Linked DNA regions of Anas platyrhynchos: region 2 is linked to region 1. Evidence: chromatin contacts called from public Hi-C data. All regions are on one chromosome and are shown on one strand. The core of a region is the stretch at or near the end of the contact, and the rest is flanking DNA. Distances in the headings are between cores, read along the strand shown.

Region 1 (4,211 bases), core at 296-2,795:
ACTTTTGTTATTTAGCTGCCTGTAGGGGACAGCCTTTATTTTAACTGGAAAAGTCAAAAGTAGTATTTGATCTCTTAATACAGTCTTTAGATTATCCTTCATTTTGAGCCAATAAAAAAGCTTCAAAAAGTTCAAAACACTTAGGTATAAAAAAAGGTAATCACTTCTGCTATGTTAGGGAGCCCAGAATTTGTGCACAAACTTTTTTTTTTCTTCTTTGTTTTGTTTTTGTCTAAAAGCATGGAATACTAAAATGTGGGTGATCATGCTATAAAAGTGAGAATTGCATGCACAACTCATAAAAAGCTATAGCAAGCTCCAGTTTGGACTGGGCATCATCAGTGAACTGGTGATCTCTTGAAGAAGTTAATTTTTAATGGGCTACATTTTAAGTTCCTCATGTTTCTCAGACTCAGTGGAATGGCAAAAATATTTTATACAGGAAGCTTTAGAAGTTGAGAGGCTCTGGACTGTCTCCAAATCTCATGCTACTTCTTACAAAACATGAACACATCCCAGCTGTGTAAATATAATATTGATGTTGGCAGGATGATTTCTAGAAAATATATGCTTACCCAACACTTATTTATTTTCTCTGACTTGGAGTTCTTTTAGCAGTTGTACATATTAGCATCTTCCTCACACTGTTGAGAGCTGAGGAAAATTCTGCTTCAATTTTTGTGGGAGACACAGTTTGGAAGGGAGACTTTTTTGATACTTGCTGTGGAATTGAAATGAGTGTTAAGTTGTGCAGGCCACTCCGGACACTTGAAGCAGAATTCCTCCTTACCAGATTGTGGAAAGAATTGCTAAGTCTCTTAGTGATGTTTTCCAACATGAAAGGAACCGATCTCTTTATGTAACTTGGTTGTGATGTTTTCTTGGTGGGAATGTTGTGTTGTTTTTTTTTTAATCTGCAACAAGGTGAATATCTGTAATTGAATAAAAGATGGAGTTAGCCTCAGAGGTTTAGTAGGAATTGTAGTTCCTTTTGGTACGTAGGTATTGAAAAGAAGCCTGGTGCATGTTTCACCAGATGCTATTCTTCGGGTTTGCTGCAATTACTAAACTAGGCAGTAGCACGGTTGACTACTGTAGGTGTTGCAGAGCCAGAAACTGCTAGTGCTGCCTGGCTCAGTACGTAGCTCTGGCTTGTGCTAACTGTGCTTTCAGGACAGCACAGGCTTAGAAAAGAGATGTGACTGAAAGAGGAACCATTTATCACTTGGGATTATTGCCTCGGCTCGGATAGCTTAGCTGAAAGAAGAAATGCTCGTCTTCTTAGAACCTGGCATATTTCACAGAATAACACAGTACAATGGCTGAGGTTGAAGGGGACCTCTGGAGGTCATCTGGTCCAGCCTCCCTGCTAAGCAGGACACCGATTTCTCCTTGATGCTCCTCCAAGACTCTGCTGGATCCTTCTTGCTTCAGTTTGTTGTCTGCAGCCTGAGGGTAGTATTAACACCTGATCTGCATTGTCCTAACATGTCCGCACCAGCACGCTCCAGCTCTTGTTTGCTGATAAGAAATTCATGAGGGAATGAAAGTCTAATTCTCAGCCTTGGTCCAAGTCAGCAACTCATTCGGGTCTGGCTGAGGATGAAACCAGAACTGCTTTTCCTTCAGCAGTGTAATGGTTTTGTACGATCGGTCCTAGGAAACACAGCAGCCTCACAGCCAAATCTTCACATGCTGTGAGAACATACTGTCTTGTTGACAACTTCTTTTTTTGGTTGTTTGGTTTTGTGGTGTTTTTTTTTTTTTTTTTTTAAGCCCTTCACTGCACATCTGTCACATAGCTGCGGGAGCTTCCCTCAGATGGGCTTCCAAGATCCACCCTGATCTTTGGAGGTGGTGAGAAAAGTCTCAGGAAAAACGCCAGCCTGAGACTACTGAGAGGAAGTTCAGTATCAGAACTGCTATAAATAAGTGTGGTGTTTGGCATAAAGCATCAGCTTAGGATTTGAAACACGGGAGTAGCACTTTGTCCAGAGAAAACGGCCCCCTTCAGATCTCTCCTCAGCTGATGAAATACAGAAGGCAGAAGCCATCTCACAGAATGTACAGAATGTCAAGATGTCATGGAGCGCACAGAGAGGACTTCCCTGTTTACTCGGCTTAGATGCCAGAGATCACAGAAGCTGGTCCGACCATGGTAGTAAGAGTACCCAGTACTTAAAAATACATACAGGACAACACCCAAGTTTCTAGTCAAGTGATAATGCATTTTTAGATTGGCTCCTGAGACAGACAGTAGCAAGTTCTGTGGGGAGAAAGCGTAACCAACACCACATGGTTAAGAGAAATACAGCCCTCTGAAAGCTGATGTTAGCACACAGAGCCCTTTTGTTTTGCCTGGAGAAATATTTTTGTTTGTTTGATTTGTTCTTTGACATCTTGTCTGAAAACTAAAGGCCTTGCAAAGTGGAATTCTTCAGTATCTATAACGTCATTGACAAGAAGCTTTCTTGTCGCCACCTACCAGCCATCAGACTTGGGTAGGGCCGCCTTTTCCTCATAAAACATTAACATGTATAAAATATTAAAAAGTGTTCTTGTTTTGCTGTATTAATTACAGACGAATGGGAAATGGGGTGTCATTAAGTGCTTAGGTGTCGAGGTGATGCAGCTGGTCTTGTGACTGAAGCTGCAGTCCTCAGAGAAACCTCTCAGCGCTGTTGTGGTGACACTGTATTTAACGAAGCTTCTTACCTGGGGGACGGATTCAGGTGGCTTCAGCCAGGCTTCACCGAGGGAAGGCAGAGACATTCCCTTGTTGTAATTTTGCATTTGGGTAAGGAAGGCGTAGACGTGCACCAGTGCTGGAGGCTGTTGCCTCATTAAGATGCCGCAGCCCTACTCGCCTGAGTGCTGTTAGAAGCAGGACGACAACGTAATTGTTCTCCTCTTGTGCCAGATCCGTTTTTGAGTGTTCTTGGCTTTAGATTTTTGGAGCCTTTGGGCGTTAGCTTATTTTCCAGTGTTATTTCCATAATGCCATTTAATGTAGAATGCAATATTTTTCTTTGTCCAAAGAATGCATTAGCTCCTCTAAAATGAATTGCTTCGTTTTCTTAGCCCAGGATGATCAAGTGGAGTGCTTTTATCTGGCTTATAGTTCAGGAAACAGAAGTTAGCCTGCTCTTCATTCTGGAACCGAAAAATTAAACTTCCTTTACATTTGAGCTTCAGCATGGAGTTGTAGAGGAAGATAAGCATTTACAGGGAAGAGATCTTCAGTACTCCCTAAGTCTCTGCAGTATTTAATTACCACATTAGTGTTTTGGCCTACTGGTTCATGACTTTCCAGGATCCTGTTTTCGTACATAAATAAAATTTCCCGGCAGTTTGTATTGCATGTGAAAAGAAATACTGTAATTTGGTATCTAATTTTTCCACGTATAGATAGTTCCAAAAGCAAAATTGATTCTTTTCATTTCTTTAGATATGGATTTTGGCTTCAGTTGTTCCTACTGATACTGTGTATTAACATTCAGCCAGAGGTGATGGCAAAATGCACAGAGAACTTTGTATGCTAACTTGGAAAAAACTTGAGGCTGAGTGACATAGTAAAAGACGAATGTATTTTTGGTACTTCTTTAGCTTCATCCAGGATTTTATTTCATTCACCCATCTGGTCTCTCTGGAATGAATGCAATGAATTTCATTAAAGGAAATAAGGCTTGTAAGTTTGAACCAGCATGCTGGCAGATCTGGTGTTATTTCTGCATCACTTAGCCCCTGCCTTTGTAGTCTGTCAGTGTGAAGCAAAGAGGATAAAGAATCACTCCATTAGTGGATATGTTAATAAAAATCACTTAGTTATATTTTACTTTATTTTCCTTAAAACTTTTTGCTGTTCTTTAAACATAGTTTTAACTTTTTTCTAAGTAAAAAAAAAAAGGCATTACTGTAATAATTTACCAATAAGTTGCTGAATTGTTTGAATTACACAAAAATGTTATGTACCTGCTTTGCAGGGCCTAACTCATCTAATCAAAACTATTCGGAAACTTGTCTGTGAATTTAGTGAGATAAGGAGCAGTCCAATATAGCATGTATTTGTTCATATTGTAAACAAGAGTAAAATCACAAAACTTTTCAAATTTTGAGATGTATTTATTAAGGAGAGGCGAGCAGATAATCAGGATTTCTCATTCCAGTCCATATTGCTTTTGGAGTAAAAAACAGAAGCTTTCAAACGTGTA
Region 2 (3,970 bases), core at 548-3,047, 67 kb before region 1:
ACAACACCACTCAAGGTGGTGTTATTTTTCTTTTAGGACACCCGTATCAATTTGTTCAACATGTTAAAACAGTGTTTTCCCAAATACCAAGGCTACAAACTGAGAGCAGTATCTGACTTTCAAAGTGCTCTTTCTGTCACTTAATCATTTATAACCAGTAATAAAGATCTTGCTGTTAGAACTGAGCTGATGATTTTGTTGAGGATTTGTGTCGTACAAAGGAATTCAGCTGATGCTGCCATTGTAAATTTGTCTCTCTAACATTAACAGAGTAAAACTTGTTTCGTCAGTAAGCAACTATGTCCTGAAGGCTGGAGGAATAGATCTATTGGGCAAGAATTTCAAGAAGGGACTGTTTCTACACACTCACTTTTGAAGTTGCAATCGCACTTTTTTTTTTTGTATGCAAAAAGGGCTGTTATGCTTATTTAAGAATTTCTTTGCTAAGGTCATTTAAACGCTGCCCTAAACAATGTCCATAAATCATATGAGCTAGATAAAGTACAGATTAGTTTTGACAAACCTTATAGATTAAAAAAATGAGGAGAGATGCACAGCTTGCCTACAGTCAACGGGAAACCGATATCTTCAAATCATCTGGTGCTTGACTCAAAGCTCACTGAAATCACCCCAAAGATTCCTGTTGACAGTAACAAAACCCAGCGTGTTGATCACTGGAAACATGTTCTGCGCATTTGGTCTTTTGTCCCAACCTATTTAAATCTCATTAAAAAAAAAAAAAAAAAGATACACATTTTCTGCTCTGCCGCTTACAAGAAATTAGCCTACTCACTTGCAAGTAGGCCATATGGGAAGAAATTATGTTTAAGTAATTTAGAGCTTCTAATGGCTGAAGTGCTAGCTCATATAACTTCACAATGCTACCAGCATCCACATCCTAATCCTGGTGGAAACCCTTGGACCTACATCTTTTATCTTGTCTCCACGTAAACTGCTTGAGCAAATGATGTGATTTTTTTGGGTGCACGTTACAGCAAAGTGGGTCCTAATCAGTTTTGGGAGTGAGGTAGCCTTACAATGCAAATAAAAGAGCATCTCCCAAGCATATTGTCACTGATTCCATCAGAAAACCCAAACTCCTGAAGGAATTTCAGTAAAAGAAATGTGAGTTTGACACGCACAGATGCAATTTTTACTCAAGGCAGCCTGGCACCGCGGCTGGGGGTTACCAGGCAGCCAGACCCGAGTCCCCCTGGCACCGGGGGCTGCTGGGCTCCAGGGTCCTGACTCAGAACACGGCGGGGTGATCTCACTCCGAACCATGCGAGTGAGTCATGTATTTACTTCTCTTTGAACTCTTCTCTTCCTTTCAAGCCAAAGCATTTGCCCGTTTTTCTGACATCAGCCCGCTGCCATCCAGCTATCAGCAAGCCCACAGGGCAGCGCGGCCCTTTCCCCCTCTGCACCACACGAGCTCTGCCTGTGGGATGTTCGTGCACCGCGCCAGTAAGCACACAGAGACAGAATCCACACGAAAAGTTTTTAATTCTCAAAGCTTTCCTTTTTTTTTATTGTTTCCTCAGTCTGGGGACTACACCCCCCTTCCCCACCACACCCCGCAGCCCACCTCCTCCTCATCCCAACCCGTTTCCCCCCCATTTTTCTCTTCACACCCACCAAAAGCTCCGACCCCCACATACTCCATCCCACATCCCCACAGCCTCCGGGCCCGGGGGTCCCCTCGCTGGGATCCCCCCCCCCCCCCCTCAAAGGACAAGGGGCAGCGGCGAGGAGTCCCCTGCCCCGCCGGGCCGGGGAGCGAGCCCCGAGTGAGGCGGCTACGGGCAGCGCAGCCTTGTGGGTAATGGAGGCCGCCTCACGGGGCCGGGCCGGGGGCGGGCGCGGCGGCAGGGGAAGAAGGCGAGGAAGGGGCAGCGGCGGCCGCCTCAGCATGGACTGAGCGGGAGAGGGAGGCTCGGAGGGAGCGGGAGCGGCTCGGGGGGAGGCAGCCCCGGCGCTGAGCGGCGGGAGGAAGGGAGCCGCTGCGCCCCGCTTCATTCCATCCCCTTCCCTTCCTTTCCCTTCCCCTCCCGGCTTCCTTCATGGCCGGGCGGCCGCGGGGCGGCCCAACCGCGCCGCGCTAGGCCCCGGAGCGACCCCTCGGCGTCTCCTCCTCCTCCTCTTCCTCCTCCCCGGCAGCGCGAGGGGAGGCGTCCCGCCGCCGCTGGGCGAGCCCCGGCAGGATGAGCCAGCAGCAGCCGCAGCCTCAGCCCCAGCAGCAGCAGCAGCAGCAGGCGGCGAAGATGTCGGCGGCCCCCCTCCCCGAGCCGGCGGCGGGGATGCTCGAGGGCCGCCAGAGGAAGCTGGAGTCCATGATCCGCGACCCGCGCTCGCCGGTCAACGTGGAGAGCCTGCTGGTGAGGGGATGGCGGCGGCGGGGAAGGAGGAGGGGTGGGGGGGGGAACAAAGGCAGCGCCTCGGCAGGCGGGGAGGAAGGAAGGGAAGAGCTCCGGCATCCCGCAGGAGGCTGAGCGGGGCCGGGGAAGGTTCCTTGCCGGCCCGAAGGGGGTGGGGGGCAGCGCGCTGTGCTTCAACACCGAGCTAAAGGCGGGGGGAGACGGGTGAGGGAAGCCCGGAGCCGGCTGTGGGAAGCCCGGAGCGGCGGAGGGAGGCGGCTTCGCTTCCAGCATCGCTCCCACCCTTCCCTTTCGCGCCTGCCGAGCGCAGGGAGCCAGGACCCGGCTTTGTGCGAGCCGCCACACCGCGCCGGGCTCGGCCGCCCGCTGCCCAAAGCAGCCCCTGGGGCAGGGGGCTCGCCTCACGCAGCCCTCAGCAGGCCCCTGGGGTCCCCTTCGTTTTCCAGCCCTCGGCCCCGTCTCCCTTGGCCAGCCGCGTTTGGCAGAGGAAGTCCGTGAAGCTGACTTTCCCCTCGCAAGAAATCCGTGCCCTCAGGAAGGAGTGGGAAGGGAGCTAGGCTTCCCCATTGAAAACATCTCAACCCTGGAAAAAGGCCGTGAGAGCCGCCCCGCTTTATTTTCATCAATATATTTTTTTAAAACCGAAGCTCTGGGTCTTCAGGCCTGATGTTTCCACTCTTTCCCAAGATTTCCAGTGTGTCCCAGTGAAGAGGAACAGAAAAGGGGGGAAGAATCGCAGCATTTCCAAGAGTTGCTCAAGGCACTTACACTGAGCCTCTCTCTCTCTCTTTTTTTTTTTTTTTTTTTTTTTCCCCTCTTTCAAATGACTCAGTTCTGTTTGGCCAAAAAGACAGGAACTGACTGAACAGTATGTATGCCTGTGCTGTGTGGAGAGTATAGGAATTTCCTATAACATCTGAAAAATGTCGTTCTCAAGGCTTCAGTGCTGCATTATTCCGCTCGGAGACGTTCAGAGGCGTAACGAGGCATATTACCCGTAGCAGTCAATGAAGGGGAGTGGGAAGCAGTGCAACATATCTAGCTAGATTCAGATAAGTTCTGGCCTAGGCCAAAGCAAAGAGAGCTGCCTCTGGGCTTCGCTCCCAGCGTTTTCACATTGGTATTTTGCTAGGAAAACTTTGACCTGTGGCCAAAAAAGAGCAGTTTAAAAATAGTACAGTCGTTCTGAAAAATGCATCAGGTTAACGTTTAACCCCAGCAGACTTTTTCACACTCTGCTTTTATACTCAATGGAGTGTTACTTTTATTCTCTTGCCTCCCATGGTGTGGACATGGATTAGATACGCTAAAAACTGTGTATGTTTCTGAAAAGAAATTCTAATTGCAAAAGCTAGGCAGCTTTGCGCATTTTTTTTAAAAGATAAGTTTTGTAATTTTATAGTATAGACCGGTTCATGTCATACATTGGACAAATCAGTAAACCGTGGAGGTATCCTAACTGGATTGTAAATGCATATTTTTGTAGCAAAGGCCATCAGTTTATTCTCTGCAGGGTGCAGAGAGGGTCTCTGTAAGTATTGTTTAAATAATTAACAGCAAGGAAAATATAACATTAATGAATCAAGTTTCCT

What was found. Hi-C and Micro-C count contacts between places; a contact is called where the count stands out from the background.
Region 2: a contact with region 1 is called in a Hi-C map of F1 follicle, with 2.4 times the contacts expected there. The contact joins the promoter of ROCK2 here to the enhancer-like site in region 1. A contact is called at or near these places in 5 of 8 Hi-C or Micro-C datasets (F1 follicle, liver, skeletal muscle and 1 more).

The regions. Positions count from the first base shown.
Region 1 is chr3:105,916,890-105,921,100 of IASCAAS_PekinDuck_T2T, reverse strand. All of the region lies in intron 5 of ROCK2 (Rho associated coiled-coil containing protein kinase 2), which reads left to right. Among named protein-coding and RNA genes, the nearest start is that of SLC66A3, 51 kb to the right of the region's middle. Within about 2 kb of position 1,545, at least 1 of the 8 cell types and tissues checked has an H3K27ac peak or open chromatin away from gene starts, as enhancers often do. A contact at or near this core is called in F1 follicle, where this site is marked.
Region 2 is chr3:105,984,074-105,988,043 of IASCAAS_PekinDuck_T2T, reverse strand. It overlaps ROCK2 (Rho associated coiled-coil containing protein kinase 2), which reads left to right and starts at 1,797. Exons shown (of 34, transcript XM_038177773.2): 1 at 1,797-2,378. The coding sequence starts at 2,205.